Linked DNA regions of Triticum aestivum: region 2 is linked to region 1. The links are chromatin contacts, called in public Hi-C maps. All regions are on one chromosome and are shown on one strand. Each heading gives the region's core, a stretch centred on a gene start, on an enhancer-like site or on the middle of the called end of the contact. The rest is flanking DNA. Distances are from core to core; before and after follow the strand shown. Region 1 holds the start of LOC123137709 (myb family transcription factor PHL7). Region 2 has its middle 56 kb from the start of LOC123094660.

Region 1 (4,971 bases), core at 1,323-3,822:
AAAAAACTAGGGCTGGCCGATAAAGTATACTCATTGAACGATCTAGTAACACCATATGAATTATTTGCATCTACAGTAGGGAATTGGGTATTCATATTACCTTTGTAGATTGCAAACCCTAGATGACGATCCTTTCGTATCAAGAATAGGCCGGAGACCGTTCAAAGCTTCGTCCCCAGCGGAGTCGTAAAAAAGTGTGTTGACGCTGGAACGTGTCACACGAACACGTCGATGTGTACCCGCGGCGCCGAGGAAGATGCTCCGCAACTCACACCGCGGGAGGCCGACTTCCAGCGCGATACGCAAGACAGCAAGCCGGCGCTTTTGGGACCAGATGCCCCGCTCGCCCGGGAGGGACCCCGTCAGGGCTCGCGGCGACGATTGACTGCTCGAGGTCGATTCGCTCGTCCCTAGAGCCTCGTGGATTCGCAGCCTCCAATCTTGAAGAACAACGAAGAACGAGAAGAAAGATGCAAGGGGAGAGATAAAAGTGGATGAACACGAAAAAGTAGTAGATGTGTTTGTTTGATTGTGTGTTGTTCAATCGGCCGTCATCCCTTAAGTATATAAGAGGCGGCTGGACTTCCCGTGCAAGGAAAAAGGTTGGATTCACGTCCAAAACCCTAGTCAAATTCGGATTGGTCTTGTTCGAACTTTCCAAAACTGTTCGGTTTATACTAGCTGCACCTTGCGGGTCTTTTTTGTGATGGTAAACGATCTCGGATGGAAACGAGTCCAAAAGAAATCTTGACTGTTTTAACGATGCGAACAACTTTCATGTTGAACGTTTTTTGATTCGAGGCCATCTTTAGGACCGAATCGCTCGCGCAAGACAGCCAAGTGGTGGCGCTACCCATCAGACATCATGTCTTGTGGAGCGTTGTATATAGCCTCGTGCTAGAGCTGCATTCAAATGACTCTAACTTTTGCATACGAACTCGAATTTGAATGATTTTTATATCAAAATCGATCATTTTGACGAGACGAAGACAATCCGTGTAGAACATTTTTTCATTTGAGGTCTTCTTGGAGGATTAATCGGTCAAACTGTACTCTGAATATAAGATCTTAGTACTTTGAGCATAGTTTCGGCCTTCGAGATGAAATCGGACAGCGATGACCCAAACTTCAAAGATGTCTATATCAGCAATATGGAACTCTTTCATATAGATCACTTCTCTATTTGACGCCATCTTAAATAAGTTCTTGACCGTGCCAAAATCTGGTGTCAAACAGTTGGCCTGAGCGAGGAGAATCCGCTGCCTTGACCCCGAATCCTTCCGACGCTTTTGTGGATGACGCTTTTGCAGCCGATGGCGTCGCCGTCCGGTGGAATCGATCCGCTCCGCGCCGCTGCCGACCCCCCCTCGGCCTGTCAACCAGTATCTGCCACGCAGCCTCTTCCCTCCTCGCTCTCCTCCTCCCTGTCGCCGCTCCCCGGCCGGCCCCTACCCACGGTCCAAGGGATTTCTTTCTTTTTCCACTACTTATCGAACATCTGAAGGGAACGGGCAGGGCAGGCGACCGACCGACCGGAGCCCAGAGCGCTGCGTCCGCGTTGAAACAGAAGGAAATCGTAAAACGGAAGTCCACGGCTTTCTTTACAGAATTCGCGCGCGCGCGCATGCAGCGACGGAGGTTGAGATGACCTGTCGCCGGAGCTTTCTGCGTCCTCGTGAGTTGTTTACGGGCGCACCGCAGCAGGTGGGCTCGCCTCTGCTGCGCGTTCTGTTTCGTCCAAACCCTCGTTGCTTTTGAGGTACTTTTTCCCGTCGAGCCTGCCTGCGCGCTCGCATCGCGGCAGATCACAATGATTTTCCCGTCCGACGTCTCCTCACTAGCCTCCCTCCTTTCTCCTCCTTTGCCGTTAGATAGGGGCATCATGGCCGCCCGGCGCTCCTCCTCCTTTCTTCCCCTTGAATCCTTCCCGGGCCATGATTGTAACGGGATCGCTTGCGTCGCCCACACTTCTTCCTAGGATCCTCCTCCGATCGCTTTGCAGCTGTATTTTGCGGGCACGGCTTTATTCCACCTCTTTTTTATCCATCGTGGCAGGCCTGCTTCTTGGTCATTTCTACTTCCCAGTAACTGGCAATTTTGTCCGCGGTACGTACATTGACACAAAGAGGGGAAACGAATGCACGTGCACCCGGTCCGATCATGGCAAGGGCATCATGCCACTGTGCGCCACGTGATGGGCCACGGATGGATTAGACGAGATGGGACGGAATGGCAGCGCAGGCGGAGGGAATCTGCCATCAATGCGACGTGGCCCCGAAGATTCTCCGGGGTGGGGTTAACCAACAAAACGTTGAACAGTGTCGCCGGCGAGGGAAGAGAAAGCCGTGCTCGCTCGCCGCTGCGACGCTTGCGGGGACACACAGATAAAACAGACAAAGATCTGGTACAGTACCACCAATTTTTTTTTAGACAGGTACAGCACCGCTACTGTCACTGCTGGCGGTACTCGCTGACAAGGCCGAAGGGCCCGCGGGCCCGGTTGCCGCGGGGCCCGGTGGTTTTCCTTGCCCCCAGCCAGCAAGGGCCAGGGGGTAAGATAGACCCGGCCCACGGCGCACATCGGAAGTGAAGGAAGAACGGTGTAAAAGATCTGCGTCTCCGTCTCGATTCCCAAGCCCTCCGCTCTCGCGGCGTCGCTTTCGCCGGACACCACCACCTGCCGCTTTCCCCTCCCACCACCGCTCCCATCCTCGCCCCGCCCGGACCCCAGCGCCCCGATTGGGGCATCCATCCGCCTCCGCCTGATTGGCCCCGGGCACCAGCTCGCTCGCACGCACGCAGCATTTGATTCCCTCCCGCACTGTCTCCCTCCCTCTCTCCCGGACGAGCGCGGCGCACCTGCGAGGAGACGACGCCGGGTCCCGGTCACGCGGCGGCCCTCTTCCGTGCCGGTAAGTAAGCGCCGGCTCAGCTCCCAGCTCTTGCGCCCCCCTGCCGGCCTCTTTACTGAATTTCTTGGACTCGCCTTTGGCGGCTGAGCGTGCGGTGTCTGTTGGTGTGGGAGGAATGGGCGGGTGTTTTGCCGAGAGGTTCTGTCTTCCGTGAGGTCGAGATCGCGGCTCTGTGATGCGTATTGCGGTGGAATTGCGTGTCAGCGGCCGGTGAGTGAGTCAGTGAGTGGCGCTCCTCTCTTGCCTTGCTAGTGGTGAGCCTAGTTAGTGTGAATTTTCTGGAGCTTCTCGTGAGATTCCATTGGCTGTGGCCTGTGGGTGGATGGTTGAAGAGCGGTATTTAAAAAAAAAAACATAGGCAGGGAGATCACGTTTGGGTGGCGGCGGCGCTTCTGACGTTTTGGGGGCGAAGCTTGGTATGGCGACGCAGTGTTTTGGCGATTTCCTTGCTCATAAACCTGTTTTGGCTTATGAGCTGTGCCTTGCTGCTGTGCTGACTTGTTCGATTCTGAGGCCGGAAGGGCCGGGTTGGAATTCTGTGCTGGCGCTGGCATTTGCGTATGGCCTGTGATCTCGATCGATTCGACCTGCAGCGTAAATTTTGCCCATCCAGATTCATTTCTTGTGGATCATTTGCCATGGTTGTCTAGTGACTTCGATTGGCATTTGGGGATGACTCCTCTAGGGCTGCAGTTCTATGGCAGCATACAAGATGCAGGACAATGGAGGAAGCTAGCTCAACTGGTCTTCCTCTGTTGCTTGCAAATTTATTTTTCTTCCTACCATGTGGAGTTCTGTTAGCAGCCTGGGATGAATTTGTCTTCTTCATGTGATTTGGAGAGGTTAAAACTCATCTGTACATCTGTAACATTAAAAATTTGTTAGGTGTTGGCTATTTGGATATTTTGATACTACCACTAGGTATAAAAGATTTGTTTTTCTTGGTTATGGTTCTCTGTTGTGTCAATATTGTCTTTCATATTCAGTTTCGCCCTCTTTGCTTTTTTACTTGTAGCAGAAGTCCTTTTAAGTATAAACCAGGAGACTTAGCAACTTCTCGACATCTTAAGATAAATATGCTGATCGGGATTTCATGAACTGTCTAAGAAATGATGAAATTTCATCGTACCAGAAAATGCTCAGTGCGCTGTATTTACATTTTGCCGTCAACTTGATACGTTTTGTTTAGATATACAGGATGGCATCAGAAATGTAGGCCTGTTTCATCCTAAATTATAACATTTCTTAGCCTTGCTCATGTGTATGACAAGTTCTTGCAATTGTTGCAGTACTCTCATGATGTACCATGCTAAGAAGTTTTCTGTGCCCTTTGCACCACAGAGGGCTCAGAATAGTGAGCATGTAAGTAATATTGGAGCTTTCAGTGGGTCCAACATAAGCAACCCTACTAATCCTGTAGGGAGTGGGAAACAACGGCTGAGATGGACCTCTGATCTCCATAGTCGTTTTGTGGATGCAATCGCCCAACTTGGTGGACCAGATAGTGGGTATTCTCTCTTAAGTATTAATTTTTCTGGTTTTACTTGATATGATGTATGTTCCGTTTATTTTGTTGGTTCATTCTGCTTGTTACTTGATATGATGTATAAATTTCGTTTATTTTGTTGGTTCATTCTGCTTGGTTTCTCATGAACCTTGTCAGCAGCACACTTTCTGAGTGAAAACATTTTTAGATGGTGTGGGACAATGCATATCTAGAACCTGCACCTTGCTGGTTGTATGTCGAATCCATTGTGTATCATGCATTTTAACTCAAGTTTAAACTAATTTTGATATTCCAAATGTTTATGAAGCAGATTTGTGCATTTTTTTACCATGAGATTGCTGCATATCTCAGGTCATGAAACACACAAGTTTCTCTTCCCCACAAAACTCAAGTTCCTCATGTTTCAATGATTCATGCGAGTCTGCTAGAAGTTGTTAATATGACCCTTTGGAACTGTGTCTGCCATGTTACCTTACCCAATCGCATTGGAAACTGTTGATGTATCGATAACCCTAAACAACCTTCTATAATAGTTGTTTATTTATTTGAAGT
Region 2 (4,971 bases), core at 1,201-3,700, 430 kb before region 1:
CAAGAACTAGAAGGTTCCGAAACAAAGGAACAAATGTACAAACAAATGGCCGACCTATCTGGGTTGCTTGCTCAGCTCGTCTGTGCGATTGAGCACCTGTTTGACACAAAATGGCTCATGTAGGAAACACCGGGAACTCCCCGCTGTTGCGCCGGGCCAAATCTAATTCCTAGGAGCGAGCGGGCATTGCTTATAGCAATAAACGAGATGGCAGACACACGGTTTTAACGGGGCTCCTACGCATTCTGCTTCGGTTGCTCGTTTTGCTCGCTTGTGCGATTCAGCGCCTATTTGACACAAAATGACTCAAAAAAGAATCTTCGGGGACACCCTGTTGTTGCTCTGGCCTAAATTGAGGCGCCGAAATGAGTGGGCGTTACTTTTGGCAAGAAACAAAATAGCAACCATGCGGCTTCGTGGGAGCTCCTATATGACACATTTTGCATCAAATACCAACTCGACGCATGAAAGAAATCCAGCTTGGCAGGACAATTCGGGTGTCCCCCCACTTGATTTGGTGATGTTTAGTGACTAATTAGCATTGTTGAGGAAATCGTTAACTGGTAGCTGCTCGGTTGGCTGGCGAGTAGGGAATTAATCGGCTAATCGGCAAGTCAATTGGGCCATTTAATCAATTAATCGGATGGTTTATCGGTTTATCGGCTACTCGCTGACCCAACGAGTAGGGATTAATCGGCAAGTTAACTGGTTAATCGGATGAATTCTTGAACATGGCTAATTAGCAGTGCTTCACATAAATAACCATCGGCAAGTGACGGATCTAAAACAATTTTGGGAATTTGAAAAACACATTTTTTTAAGTGAGTACTTTTTGAAACGCGAAACTTTTTCAAAATTGCAAATAATTTTAGAAACATTTTCTTTTGAGAAATCTTGTATATTTTTTGAGAACACGAACATTTTATGACTCTTTCAAAATTTTCTGAAAACGTGAATTTTTAAAATATGAGAATGCAGTTTTTGTGGAAGCATAAATATTTTTGATGAAAACGTGAATTTTTAGGGGATATTTTAACAATTTTTGAATATGCGAACAGTTTTTATAAATTGAAAAACGCAAATTTTCTTGAATTTCGTGAACAATTTTTTAGTGAGAAAATTAAACGCAAGAAATATTTTTTGAAATTTGAAAAGTTTTAAAAACACGAATATTTTTTGAAAATCCTATAATATTTTTCAAAAAATATATTTTTTAAATTTTTATTTTTTTACGAAAACAGGAACACCTTTGAAATTCTGAATTATTTTTTAAAGCATGTGCAATTTTCCAATTTATGAGTTTTTTAAATGTTAATTTTTTATGAAATTTCCAAATATTCTATGATAAATGAGTATAATTTTAAATTTTAGACAATATTTTGAATTCCTAAATATTTTTTAGAAAAAGGAAAAGGCGAAAAAAGTAATAATGACCAAAATAAAAGAGGAGAAAAAAACATAAAAAGAAACCCGAAAGAGTAGTAAGAACCCTAGAAAATAGTAAAAGCAAAAAGGGTTTAGGAACCTTCTAGAAGGTTCTGGAAACAGGTTGGCTCCCACTATGTATCATGTTTGAAATGGTCCGACCCATCTCTTGCGCTCGCCTCGATCCCCCTGTGTGAAAGCACGACTCTTTGCTGCGGTGTGCGATATATAGGGCTTTCCAGGACCAACGATCCAAGGGTTCCCCTTACGGGGCTCTCACAAGGGACATGTGTCCAGTAGCCGACACATGTCGCATGTTGGGCGTTCCCATGTTTCTGATGTATTTTTTTTTCTTTCAGTTTTTTGTCTGTATTGCATACGTTTCTGGAGCAAGATTTTTTTTTAGGGATATGTAGTGTGTCACTTATTAGCGGCTGAGAAGGTGGCAGTGGACTTTAACTGGTGATTGCTCCCGGTTTCGGCCCCTCATGACTTTCTGCCAAAACATGGATGGATTGTCGTCCCAACAAACAAGCAGTTAAGCCGTCATGATTCCGCCGGATACATGAGCCGGACGCAGAGCTGCTGCTGAAGAGTTACTAAAAAAAACTTTGTCTAAAAAAATAAAAATAAAAAAGCTGTTTGTGAAGACAAGGTCAAAACGAGCCCAATACAGAGGTGCTGAAGACAACGTCTTCATATTCTTCGGTTCTTCCTTTCCTTTTACCTTTTAGATAGATTTGATTGAAGGAGCGACGAGCGGCTCGGCATTTGCAAACGTTGGCAAGATGCTACCCTTCCTTCGCAAGATGCCATTTCGCAACCAAAAAAAAGAAAAAGACATTCGCAAGATGCCTACCTAGACGTACGTACGCCTGTCAGCCTGTGAGTCCCGCTTTCGGCACTTTGGATCGTCAACGGCGCCGATGGAAAAACCTCTGGGTGGCCGGTCGTCGTCCACGCACGATATCTGGGCGTCACAGTGTTCAACAGGTGCTCGCGTGGACTTTGATGCTGCTCGACAGGTCCTGACCACCCGTCCATCCATCCATGGGTCCGTGAGCGAGAGCACGCGCGACCACGCATGCATGAGATCACCGCAACAGGTCCGCTTTTGGATGCACGCGGTGCGGTACCATCACGTCACGTCCCACGGTTCCGCGTTCATTCGGACTGACGCGACGCGAGAGGCATGGGCGCGAGGCGACGTACGACGCGTCACGTATGATGCGTGGCCCGGCGTCCGGCATCTCCGTGCAACCAGTCGAATGCATGCATTTCCAAGCCAACCCTCCTCTTGGTCAAAATGCCTTTTTCCCATCCAATCTCTCCTCTTTTTTTTTTCTCTTCTCTTCTCCTCCGACGATTTGTTTTACGGAAATTCAACATTTTTTTAACACAATACAAACGCTAACGTTCATATATACACACATACATTCATCCCTACAAATGCACACATGCACACACTACCCCTATGAGCACCTTCGGAAGACTTAACCGATATATCATCTTGAGATTTTGCGATATCACCATGGACGCCTCATAGACGACGGGAAATGTCTCTTCCCACTGAATTCTGATTCAGAAATTCTGAAGTAAATTCAGGATAAATGCAAATACCAAAATTTGAATTTGGGTAGGCTGAAGATAGCACTGCCCATCTAACCATTTAACCACAGATTGGTTCGACTTCTCCAACGATGATGTTTTCTGGACACGGAAGAAGAACAACGATGTCCCACGAGCTGCATCTTCTTCGTAACGAACAAAAGGAGAGCAGCGATCAGCTCGCCCATGTTTCGCCCTCGACGAGAACATAGACAAACGGGGGAGGCTTCCCCTTCCGCTTGGAGCCAAGTTACTCTCGGCGGTGCAAAGCGCTCGGCGGATACGTCCGTCCACACCGTCGCTCTCCATGGTTAATCAATTGCTAATCGCGACCTGACGTCTACGCTCAGGCAATCATCATAATCACACCGTCTGCTAATGACCGTAGTTTTTGCCGATTCGGCACAAGGCAAGAAGAAGGTGCATCTGTTGGATCCTTGCACAGCTCGTCTCATAGGGAAAATGGGATGGGAGCCAGCGACACGGTTCAAGACAAGAGACGACGACGGGCGACCTCACTTTTGTCTCCTCCAATCGGTCCCGCAAACAACCTCGGTGTCCAAAAAAACAAGGCCAGAGGGATGTGCTGTTAGTTTAGTTTGGCTTCGCATTGTGCTTTCATTTTTTTTAACAAACACGACAGAAATGCAGACGCTCGTATACAGCACACACGGGCACTGATGTGAACACACGCCATATGAGCATCTTCATGAGACTCAGCGGGCACATCTTAACATCGACAAAGTCATCTACATACACCTCGTAGTCGATAGAAATGTCGCCACCGCTTAATTAACGTGACTGAAAACTGAAATGGATCCAAAAAATTGCATAACATTCTCAAGATGTATCGAGGATGACCGAGGACCTTGGTGTGCGGCCATCGACGAGGAGCTCACAAACAATTTGGACGACAGTTCTGTTGAGTAAATATAGGTAATTTTTAGATTAATTTAATCCATAAATAAATTACTAGCATGACATTGACAGAATTAGTGATATATTGATTCTGGTCTACACAAGCACGTACTATGCAAACAGTAGACACATTTACATATAACGCTAATACTGCTAATACGGAAATAACCAGGAACGTGATAAACGTGTTATACCCTCCAGTAGGTCAGACAGAAGCCGCGACGGCGGTGGCGGCAGCAGCGGTGTCCTCGGCGGCCTTCCTTGTCGGCCTCGAGTTTCTCGGTGGCGCACGCTCGTCGGACTGGGACACGGTGATGATGAAGACGACGCACACGTAGAGGAAGTAGACGAACAAAGGCGAACAGTCGCGTAATCGCTTCCCAAAAACCTAATCGCCCCTCTCTCGTATAGGGTCCGGAGAGGCGGGGTTTCGGAGACCTGCTCTCCCGTCAACTGTGTACGTGGTGAACGCGATGGAGTCGCCGGCGGCAGCAACCGCAAACGAATGACAGTGGCGGAGGCAGTGATGCGATCAGATTCGCGTGACAACTAGGGTTAGGAGACGCCTCACACTTATATAGGCGCAACTGCGTGGAGAGACGTGGGCTTGACCCACGTCCGAATCGGTGACAGCCCACGATCTGACGTCTCAGATCGTGGCCCAGCTGTCAGAAACTCTCCGTTATTGACCGAAAAAAATAAGCACATAGGTGTGAGCTCGGCTCAGCTCAATCCCGCAACCCGCAGTGCGTCATGACGAGGCGTGGCTAGGCGGGCGGCAGAGGAGGATTGCGCGGGGGGCTCTTCTATTCTCAAGCTCCAATAGTGGAAGAGAGACCCTTATAAGAAGGTCCAACTCCTCTCCAACTTTCGGGGTGGGACTAAATTTCTCACTACACCTAGTGCCAATTAAACCCACATGGGCCCTTAGAGATTTTTAGAAATTGTTAGATGGGCCTTAGGCCCACCTCATATTTCAACAATCCCCCACCAAATCTCGAGGGCCCATTGTGTCCTTTG

What was found. A called contact is a pair of places that touch in the nucleus more often than the background predicts.
Region 2: a contact with region 1 is called in a Hi-C map of leaf, with 6 times the contacts expected there. The contact joins the enhancer-like site here to the promoter of LOC123137709 in region 1. A contact is called at or near these places in 2 of 5 Hi-C or Micro-C datasets (both in leaf) and 1 of 1 datasets of contacts at active chromatin or transcription factors (leaf).

Annotation. Positions count from the first base shown.
Region 1 is chr1B:550,747,206-550,752,176 of IWGSC CS RefSeq v2.1, reverse strand. LOC123137709 (myb family transcription factor PHL7) reads left to right here and starts at 2,572. Exons shown (of 6, transcript XM_044557560.1): 1 at 2,572-2,912; 2 at 4,333-4,420. The coding sequence starts at 4,387.
Region 2 is chr1B:551,173,695-551,178,665 of IWGSC CS RefSeq v2.1, reverse strand. No RefSeq gene overlaps it. Among protein-coding and RNA genes, the nearest start is that of LOC123094660, 56 kb to the left of the region's middle. Within about 2 kb of position 2,450, at least 6 of the 8 cell types and tissues checked have an H3K27ac peak or open chromatin away from gene starts, as enhancers often do. A contact at or near this core is called in leaf, where this site is marked.